Linked DNA regions of Gossypium hirsutum: all the other regions are linked to region 1. Evidence: chromatin contacts called from public Hi-C data. All regions are on one chromosome and are shown on one strand. The core of a region is the stretch at or near the end of the contact, and the rest is flanking DNA. Distances in the headings are between cores, read along the strand shown.

The links. Hi-C and Micro-C count contacts between places; a contact is called where the count stands out from the background.
Region 2: a Hi-C map of leaf shows a contact between it and region 1, with 4 times the contacts expected there. The contact joins the enhancer-like site here to the promoter of LOC107936471 in region 1. A contact is called at or near these places in 4 of 34 Hi-C or Micro-C datasets (all in leaf).
Region 3: a Hi-C map of leaf shows a contact between it and region 1, with 1.9 times the contacts expected there. The contact joins the promoter of LOC121205985 here to the promoter of LOC107936471 in region 1. A contact is called at or near these places in 3 of 34 Hi-C or Micro-C datasets (hypocotyl and leaf).

Annotation. Positions count from the first base shown.
Region 1 is chrA09:29,008,225-29,012,038 of Gossypium_hirsutum_v2.1, forward strand. It overlaps LOC107936471 (sorbitol dehydrogenase), which reads right to left and starts at 1,765. Exons shown (of 6, transcript XM_016869200.2): 1 at 1,421-1,765; 2 at 1,219-1,286; 3 at 629-865. The coding sequence starts at 1,538.
Region 2 is chrA09:29,405,052-29,408,865 of Gossypium_hirsutum_v2.1, forward strand. No RefSeq gene overlaps it. Among protein-coding and RNA genes, the nearest start is that of LOC121206865, 25 kb to the left of the region's middle. Within about 2 kb of position 1,725, at least 1 of the 9 cell types and tissues checked has an H3K27ac peak or open chromatin away from gene starts, as enhancers often do. A contact at or near this core is called in leaf, where this site is marked.
Region 3 is chrA09:29,315,405-29,319,218 of Gossypium_hirsutum_v2.1, forward strand. LOC121205985 reads left to right here and starts at 1,782. Exons shown (of 1, transcript XM_041076137.1): 1 at 1,782-2,093. The coding sequence starts at 1,782. The coding sequence ends at 2,093.

The DNA of each region.
Region 1 (3,814 bases), core at 515-3,014:
CAAGGAAAATGCAAAAGAAAATGACCAACATGCACAATAAGCTTCTCATCACAGCTGCCAAGTATGATGTCAGACATGAAGCCGAAGCTTCAAACCAACTTGACTGTAGGTCAGATCTCCCACCTTTATGCTAGCTTTGAAGAAGATCGCATAGTTAGATATCTTTTATAACACTTCCTTTTTTTTCGGTTCTCATACTCTACACAATATGGAAAGTCTTAGCTTGTTAATGTCTTAAAGTCTCACATGAAGCATCATTTTAGATGTAATAAATGGCTTTTAGAACTACAGCAAACTTTATATTCAATGGAGACCACAACAGAAACAACTAAATGAGTTAACTATAACAATTGTATCCTGGAAGCCTTTTGAATCTGAACCTTGAAAATCACCCATTAATAAACCTCGAAAATAAAAATTGAGGATTTTGTATCAAGGTCCCCTAAGAAAATATTAAGTCACTGTAATGAGTATGCAGCACTCTTAGTTTCACACTATTGATAGTTTATTTAATAAGCATCACTTAATCGGTATTGTAATTGGGTACTATAAACATGCTATTTTAGTAGCAAAATAAGCACCGAAAAGTAAACTAGAACCTATGCTGAAATGCAGTTTAAAGGTTAACCTGATGGGCAAGAGAACCATGAACTGGTGGAGTGGCAAAAAACTTCATTTCAGGGCATAGATTGTATCGACCATCCTTGCAAAGATCACATCGCCAGCAACTGATCCCCGGTTCCAAAGCCACACGGTCTCCTGGCACTAAATTCTTGACTTCACTCCCAACCTCCTCTATGATTCCAGCACACTCATGCCCAATCACCATTGGTTCTTTCACCACAAAATCAGCACACCTCATTGTCTATAAAAAACAGAAAAGAAATACAAATAAAACTAATGGCAAAGATGAGAGAAACAATACAGAAATCATTTTAGCCATTATCCTGGTTCCTTTTTATCACTAACTATTTGATTGGCAATGAAATGGAGGTAAGGGATCGAAAAAGCAGCAATCCTAACTACTGTTGCATACTATTGTTTGTAAAAGGAGGCCAAGCAATATACTCAAGCCAAGTACTTGTAGGAAGACCAAAATTCTGTCTTTAATTCATTTGTTAGAGTTCAGCATGAAAGGGCAGATCTTAGTAGGAACAATATCTGATTAATCCATATTAGAATTAAGAAGAGCAAGAACTTGCTGGGAAAAGGATATACCTTTAGGTAGTGAACATCACTTCCACAGATACCAACAGCCTTCATCCTAACTCTGGCATCATGGGGTCCTTCACAAAATATTTATCGCAAATTTAGTCAATAAGAAAGAAAGCGAGCGAAAGTGTTATAAAATCTAAAAATAGAAACCAACATAAAGAACCCAGAGTAAAAAATAGATGGTGATATGGATTGGATGGCATACCCAGTGGAGGGAGCTTGAATGGTTGAATCTTGAGGGTGTTGAGACCCACAAGCCAAGCAGCCATGTTTTCATCTTCTCCACTTTTGGTTTCTTCGTGAGATTTCCCTCCTTTACCCATCTTCTTGCTTTCGTTGGATAGACACACACAAAGCTGCACTTTGCCTAAAAAGAAGTGGATTTTATGTACTTAAAAGTTGAAACCTTTTAGCATCCCTCTTCAAAATGTTTGTGAATAAGAATCAGAGGTGGCGGATAAAATCAATAATATTAAAGATATGATTTTATATACGAAATAATTGTTTTAAAGTGTCAGCTGGTCCCTTTGGGTTTTCTTTTTGGGGCTGTTTCTCGTTACGAATAGATTAAATAGATATATAGCAGTAGCATACTAAAATTATTATTTGAAATTTTTTATTTAAATAATTAAATTATTTAAAAATTTTTATTTAGATTATTAATTTTTTTTTTTAAAAATTGATTAGTGAGCTCCAATTAATGATTTAATGATCGGTATGGTAGATTGGTTAACATAATTTAAATTCTAAATATATCTGACGATTAATGTTTAAATCTAAATCTATCTCACGATTAATTTTAAGGATTAGAAAAGAAAATTGTTTAAATCTTGTCTGGGAATTTATGATTGTTAAATCTATTTTATAAAAAGATGAATTATAAAAAAAAAGGAAATGAAGAGTTTTTGATTAATATAGATAATGTGACTAAATAAAATTATATATCAATTATTTTAATAGTTTAATGACTTAAATAAAAATTTTTAAATTTTTTAATAATTATTTTGTAACGAATAGTTAAAACATACACTTACTTATAATTTAATGATATTGAATATTGGCTTGCATTTATCACTCATCATCATTTATTTATTTATCTTGTTTTGGAGTAAGACTTGATTTATCAAAATGTGTTTGGTATGGACCATGACTGGAGTGGACGATCGGCAATAGAACTGGAAGACAATTAATACACATTTATCAACCATGATGTGTGAAAGCCATCTGCCGTGTGCCATATTCTCTTATAGTCTAAAACCCTTATCCAAATGTTATGGGTGCCATGCCATCAAGTTTAATGATAATCTGAAGTTGAATTTACCATTCATATAAAACTTAAATATTATTCCCATTCATTAAATGTCTTAATTTAATTATTTAATACTTAATTACAAAAGAAAAATTAATATTATTCGAATATGAATCATTAAATGTCTTTACTAGATTCATAGAACAGTTAATAGGGGGACTCATAAATTTGTTAAGAGTGCTTTGTTGCATGCTGACTATAATTTGAGTGATTTTATTCATGATTGTATTAGAGCCTAATACTAATAGTATTATTCTCATTGAAGATAGATGTAGGATTGGGTGTACAGGGTATGTCTAATGGTTTGGATTAGTGTACTTTATGATTCTTTAATGGTTCGACGCTTTACTTGTGATTTGGGTTAATTTTTTAGTACTATTGGTTGCTTTTTAAAAAATTTAAAGATAGATAATGAATTTAGATATCATTATCAGTATAGCAAATCTGAATATCTAAAAAATGAATTAAAATAAATAAATAATAATAATAGATTTGGATATCGAAATTAATTAATAATAGATTCGCTATCTGCAATGGTATAACATGTTTGAATATCTCAAACAATTATTTACAAAGAATTTAGGTAATAAACATTCAAGAATTGATATTTACATACCCACATTATTTATCACAATCTATCTTGTTACAAGATACGAGGAGTGTGCTATGATCATTGAGAACTACCGAGAGAAATCCTTAAAGGTTGGAGCAAGCGCAACACCAATAATTTTATTTAAAGACCGAATAAGAGTGTTATAAGTCATCGGCTTATTCTTCAACAGCCACATAGTCAGAACCCTGGGCTTTTCCCACTGCTTGGGAGTTTACAATTTCATGTTCTGTTTCACTCCTCGATGGGGTTTTTTTCACCCTTCCCTCACGATACTACTTCGCCAGCGGTCACCCAGGAGTATTTAGCCTTGTAAGGTGGTCCTTGCTGATTCACACAGGATTCCACGTGTTCCATGCTACTCAGGTCAAAGCGTAAGCTAGTAATGCTTTTGGCTACTAGACTATCACCATTTAGGGTTCGGCACTTCACCGCTTCGCCTAGTAGCACGACAATTTTATTGTTCCTTCACAACCCCATTTTCACAATTTAGGCTGCTCCTATTTTACTCGTTGTTACTATGGGAATCGCTTTTGCTTTCTTTTCCTCCAACTACTAAGATGTTTCAGTTTGCCAGGTTGTCTCTTGTCTGCCCATGGATTAAGCAACAATTCAAAAGGTTAACCTATTCAGGAATCTCCAGATCTACGTTTATTTTCAACTCCTCGAAGCATTTCGTT
Region 2 (3,814 bases), core at 475-2,974, 400 kb after region 1:
AGTACATGGATGTGAGTTTCGGGAGAGATTCCTTCCGGCCGTCAAGCTGACTACGATCTATACTATTCTTTCTTTTATTGGCACTAAACAACGGCAGTTGTGACAGGTGGATGTGAACAGTGCATTTCTTAACAGTGATTTGATGGAGGAGGTGTACATGCAACAACCTCCAAGTTATGTTAAATTATGTTCAAACTGATGTGAATGGACAACAACTAGTTTTTCGATTGAATAAAGCATTGTATGGGTTACGACATGCTCCGAGAGCGTGGTTTGACAAGTTGAAAGCACTTCTTTTTTTAGTCGGGTTCAAGCTTTCTAAGTCTGATGAGTCATTATTTGTTCGTGTTACTGATACATTTTGTTTGTATGTGTTGGTATGTGGACGACATAATCATCACTGGTGATTCAGATACAGAAATTGATGTCTTTGTTCATCGGTTACACACTAAATTTTTGCTCAAGGATATGAGGCTACTTCATTATTTATTAGGTATTAAGGTTGCTCAACTTAATGGTAGTGGTTTACATCTAAATCATACTTATATATATTACAAAATCTTGGTAACATCGAGATTTAATTTATTAATATGTGGCATACTCATTTTTTGTATTTTAAAAATAAAATAAAATATTAAAATTATAATACATTATATGAATAATATCAATAATTTAAATATTTAGAATACATAATTACAAACTCTCCTGGGTTTTATAAAATTGATAAAATTTTAACAATTAAAAACATCATATTAATGGATCAAAATTTAAGTTTATAAAAAAATATTAAATATTTGAATATTTTTAAATAATATTATTTCAAATATATATTATTTATAAATTTAAAATTTAAAATAATTACTTTTGTTATTAATTAAAATTATGGAGGTGATGATATCAATAAAAAATTGCTATTTAATTACAAATCTAAAATAATATTTTAAATAATAATAATTAAAATAAAATCTTAATTAACGTATTTTGTAACCATTACACGATTATTTTCTTAAATTAATATTTATATATAAATTATTTTTTTAATCTCAAACATTATATTCACTTATTTAAATGAATAAGCTTACTTCTAATTTTTTGATAAATTGCAATAATAATTTTGAAAATAAATAAACAAGAAGAAGATATTCATTTATTCAATTAGAATAATCTAAAATGAATTTAAGACAATACAATAGAAACTTCTAGCTTTTGTGAATAGGCAATTTCCTTTTTCGACTTATCCATGTTTTGTTAAATTATTTAAAGGTACTCAACATTCCTAAATTACAATTTAAGTCCTCATTGTTTCCAACCTTTTAAAAAATAAAGAAATTATTTTTACTAAAATTAAAAAATTAGATCCTATCATTTTTATTTGTTCTAAAAAATTACCTTTCAGTAAAAAATCAAATAAATTATTTAAATAATTATAGATTTTATTTTGTTGAAAATAATTATTGTTATGTTCCAAAGTCTAATTTTATAAATAAATACAACTACAAAAAAAATTAATACAAATATAAATAAACGCCAAAACAATCCCTAACCAAATCTGAATGCTGAAAATCTTTTATTTGTTTTGTATTCGCGAAAATTGGATATATAAGAGATAACAAAAAAAAGAAAAAGAAAAAGAAAATTATATATAGAGAGACACACGGAATGGCGGTAGCTAAACCAAAATGGGCCTCTAAAAATTGCTTTGGACTCCAAAAATCAGGTCGAAACATAAAATTGTCCAGGAATAAAAATTTGCCCAAAATTTGAATGTGGACCTAGGCTCGGCAGGAATTTGGACTTTGGACCTTTTGGATCAAATAATTGAAAACAATATAATTTCAATTCCAAAAACAAATTAATTTTTGTTTTTCTATTCCTCAAAAGCAATTTTCAAAGGTCCAATTAAAATGAAATTATTTTATTAATTAACTTCAAAATTAATTTATTTTAAAATAAAATACAAATGCTAAATTCTATTAAGTATCAAGTTAATTCGAAAATTCAAAAATCAATCTCAATCTCTAATTTAAAATTAACCTTTTAAATCTCATTCTAAAATTCATTTGATATTTAATTTAATTCTAAAATTAGATTAAAAAGTTAACTTATTTTCAAAAGCTGAGATAAATACAATTAAATCAAATCAAAGCACAATAAATTAAAAAATTAAAATAAAATTAAGTGTTTATATTTTCAGGATATTTAAGCTTCTACAAGAAGAACGATATTGACTAGATTAATATTTAATTGAGATGTTTATATAAAATTAAATATATAAATAAGTTATATTATTTAATTGGAAATATTTATAGTATGTGATGATATGATGTATGGTGGAGGTCCTCGAGGAAAAGTGGAAAAGAAAATAGTGGTCAATGGCAATCATTACAAGGGAGAAGTAATGTGTTAATAAATAAATAAAGGAAAAGTAAAGAGAGGAGCCTAAATGACGGAAAAGGAAAAAAGGGATAAAAGGGAGTAGTTGAAATTTTACTAATCATCGCTCCTGCATCTCTTCCCTATTATCTTTCTTTCTTTCAATTAAATCAATGTTACAAATAGAACCTGTTTAAGGGGTGAGCCCACTTAAGATGATATTAATTGAAAAACAATATATTAAATATAAAAATTCCTTAAAAATAATAATTGGATAATTAACTGGTTTATAACTTTAGATGAATCAGCTTAAACATAAAGAAATAGTAGATATTTATAGCCTTCCAAGTGTTTCATGCATGGTTAATATAAAATGGGAAAAGATGTTAGTAGATTTAATATTATATCTTTTTTATGAATGCCTTAAATGAGTTGAAAGTTTAGTTATGAATACCTTAAACCCACGTTGGGTTTGTGAACGGAGTATAGCATTATAATCAGTAATTTAATTGTTTGGTTTTATGAAATGAAATAGAGCTGTAATAGTATTTTTGTATTTGATTGAATGGAATAAATGTTGTAATAGCATAAGAAAAAAAGCTTAAATGACCAAAGTACCCTTAGCATAATTTTTTTAGGTAGATTATTGTTATTGTTATTAAATTTTAATAAGATTATAATTAAATATAATTTAATAAAATAATATATAATTTAATAACATTCTTAATATAGTTATTATTAAAATATGAATTAATAAAAATCATAATATATAATATTAGAAAAATAATATATAACCTACTTTTTTATTTTTAAACTACAATGCATATTTAATGTGCTAAAATATCATTAGTGAAACAAATAATTTAATTATCTTCTAAACTAAAAAGCAAAAGATTAGAAATAATAAATAGCTTAAGAATTATATTTTACATCCAAACATAATGTTCATACATTTAACAAAAAGTTACATGATGTCATTAACTTATATGTCATAATCTATATGTTAAATTTTACAACATCAAAAAGTTGCAATAGTGTGTGGCATTCTATCATGTCATTATACCATCCAAATATTACATATACAAAAAGTTATCGAAACACCACCAACACAACCATGGTTTTTAATGGTCATAAATAAATTTTCTCACCCATTCCAATCGCACAGAAGAAGGTAGACTAAAGAAAACAAGCATTTGCATTGGATGATCTAGAACTTTGCTTAATGCATGATAGTGCTCATCCTCAGTTAATCCTTCTACTTCACATAAGGCCAAATATAATTTTTGGGCACTTTCTTGAATAACCGTTTCTGACTTCCATTGAATTAGCATTCTGGAGGCAATGCTCCTACTTAATTTAAAGCCAATAGTCTTTATGTTTCCCCCAATAACGTGGCAACATTAGTAAATAAAGTATAAATTTTTTTCACTCAAAGAATAAA
Region 3 (3,814 bases), core at 532-3,031, 310 kb after region 1:
CCTAAATTGAGATATTTGAATGTGTTATTAAATAAAAGTTTAAAAATTAAATTAAATTATTATTTTTATTTAATATATGTTAATTTTATTATTTTATATTTAAAATAATGAAAATATTTTAAAAGTTCTTAAAATTTTATTATATTTTAGAAATATTTATGAAAAAAACCTTAAAATTTTATTAAATAATATTTAAAAACTATAAAAATATAATTCATTTTATCAAAGTAAATTTAAAAAACCAAAAATCGAATCGAACAGAATCGATTTGTGATAAACAATTCAAAAAATATAAAAAATTTGATCGAATCGAACAGGTATCACCTTAGTTTTTGATAATTTACTGTCTAAAAGAAAGGAGGCTATTCATCCCATAAAATATTACTCACCAATTTATGAATGTATCTTGTATTTCACTTTTTATTTATTTCTGAACCATATAAATATAAATTATAAAAATATTAATCATGAAACTGAAATATGTATTAAAATTTTCAAATTAATTGTATTTAAACATGTCATATCTTGCTTATAGTAGATTTTTTTATTTATTAAATGATTCATATTTAAATACAATTATCCACCAAATATGTTATACCACGAGCTACTAAATTTAGTTAATTATATATTATATAGAAGAAGGTATGTAAAAAATTTTAAATTTTAGTAAAAATTTTGAATTCTAAAATTTTTCTCTAGGTCCCATTTTTAAATTAAATTTTAAATATTATTTTTTTTTCATTAATAATAATAAAATTCTAAATAATAAACAATTTTAAATATCATGCATTAAATTAAAATTAAAATCTCGCAAATAATATAATTACATGTAACAATGAATTCTTATTAAAAAATCTTTAAATATCATCAATTTTGAAAGTCTAATATATTCAAAATATATTATAAATTTTAAAATTAATTATATCTATCTATCTATATATTTTTTAAAGAGTTTTGGTTCACTTAGCGTATACATCATATTTATCTTGTATGGATTTATAATTAATTGTGTGTAAATTTCAACATAGTCAAAACATTATAAAATATTGTTAAAATAAAATATCTAATAATTATATTTTTATAATAATTTTTAAATTAATCTTTAATTTATCAACTATATGTTTTAATATAATTCCATGGTAATATATGCATCATATATAAATCTTATTAAGTAAAAGTATCATGATAACTCTTATACTAAAAGTTGGAATGTATTTTTTTCCTATACTCAAAAAATGGGTAAATTAATCTTCTATATTAGATCAAAGAATAAATTAGTCATTCTAATAAAAATTTTAATCATTTCTACTATTACAAACTAATCCCTATATATTGGTATAAAGAACACGTGGTACGACACATGTCACTATTTGATTATTCTGTTAGTTACGCTAGCTTTTAATAATATAAATGGATGAAATTTTAAATAAATACAACTAATTTGTTTCTTGATCTTAGATATAAAGACCAATTTACTCATTTTTAATATAGATGACAAAATATTATCTGAATTTTAATACAAAAATTTTCATACTACTTTTACCACCTATTATTATATTTTTGTATTTAATAATATCTGAGGAAATACCCTACCGCTTTCTTTGAACACAACTACCTACTAACACAAGACACCCGTCCATAGAAGTAGCATATAAAAAGCACTGATATGTTTCTTTTATTTGTATCCCTCCAGTATTCCCTCTGTTTCATCAACAATACAAAAAGAAACTCATCTCTCTTTTCTTACCTCCTCCTCCTCTTTCCCAAGCAAAACCAAAAGCATGAAGAAATCTTGGGCGCTAATCGATGCAGCCTCGTGGGGTATCGGCGCAGCCTTATTGGTCTTAATATTGATAGGTTCCATCAGCGCAAACTCTGTATCGGAGAAAGCAGATGTGAAAGGGATGAGCCAACTGTTGAACCGACCTTGTGATGAAATCTATGTGGTAGGAGAAGGGGAGACCCTTCACACAATCAGCGACAAGTGTGGCGACCCTTTCATCCTTGAGCGCAACCCTCACATCAATGACCCTGATGATGTTTTCCCTGGCCTTGTTATTAAAATAATTTCTTCACCTGCTAGAAAACTATAGACTGGTTTTGGTCGTCTTCTTTTTTTCTTCTTCTTTATCATGTGAAATAGGAGATAAAAGCCTTTGTGATAAGTTCAAGGCTCAATCAAACCTTTGTGATACATGGAGATTGGATTCTCCAACAAAATTTCAGCTTTGTAATTAGTAAAAGAAAAAAAAAAGGTTAATTTTTTAAATGGGAACTCATAATATTTTTTTATCGAGTTAAAGAAGTAATGAGGTGTTGTTGCAGCGTTCTTTGTAATTTGTTTCTTGGAGAATATCTTGATTTCAAATTTAGTTAATGTTTATATCATTTATCAATTTAACTTTTTTTAGTTAAATTTGATCTTTAATATTTAAAAAAATTATTTTTTAAATAATAACTAAATCATTAATTTTTAGCTATGGTTTACTTTAAAAATATTTAAAAAATAAAAAAATTCATAAAATTAAAAAAAAACATGAAGTATATGTAAATTATTATGTGGATTGTCATGTTTAAAATTTTAATGTTTTAGTTAATATTTCTGTTAAAAGAAACAACAATTTGATTTTTTCTAAAAGGTCAAATTTAACTCATTTTAAAAGATTGAGGTTAAAATTAGCTAAAACAAGAATAATGACAAAAATGATAAAGTATATAAATATTAAGGACTAAATTTGGCATTATGCCAATATCTTTTGTATTCTCCTCTGAAACGTGGCCGCTGGGAATTAAGATAGTGTTAAATTCTTTGAAACGACAAAAGCCATCAGCTTTTACCTTCTTTTCTGTCAACCAAAGAAAAACTAAAGTTGGCTGCCAATGCGATATTGTTTATACACGTGGTATTTTATCTTGTATATTTTTCAAACCAATTGTAATAAAGTTACCATTGGCTGCCGATTCGATATTGTTTATACGTCTGGTCTAATTCTGCTTCCAGCCCCTATGTTTTTTTAAATTTGAAATTTAGTCTTTTTAGTCTTTTGATTTAATTAACATTTAGTAGAAGTATTGTTTTTTTACACATGTTTTAATATATGAGTTAGCAATAAACTAATTCAATTGATAATATTTAGTCACTACTATGACTTATTTTTAACATTGAAAAGAAGAAAATCACTTATTTTGAAGATGTCTTATTTTTTTATAAGAATTTTTACTCATCTTTTTAATTTCAAAATTTAAATTTGTACTAATTAATTTTTTTATTTTATGTTTAGCTATTGTGATACATATGCAATAAATATTTTTTCCCTTATATTATTACATTAATAACAAATGAGACATTAAAATTTAATTAAACATTTCTAAAAGGGATTCCGTTAAATTAAATTATGTGATATTTCTAAAATAAAAAGTTGATCATGTGGTTGGTATTATATGCCTGGAAGACTAAATATCCAAATAAAAATATTGAAGTTAGGGTTACGCAGTCTTGGATTATAAACTTGGGATTCTCAATATTGTTTAAGAGAAGTATAGTGAAAAGTCGATATTTTTTATTATTCACATGAGCAAATTTTTTAATGTCATATATAATCTAAATTAACGGAATTCCTGTCAAAGTGCTATCAAGTTAAATTCCAATTTTAAATAATAAGTGTAAATAGATTAATACATACCATAGAAATTAAATTGATATGACTGTTTATTTTTCTGAATAATTTTAAGCCTGAATTTAATTTTTTTTATAATAATAATAATATCTATATCAATTAAATATATTATATTATTTATCGGATAAAAATATCTT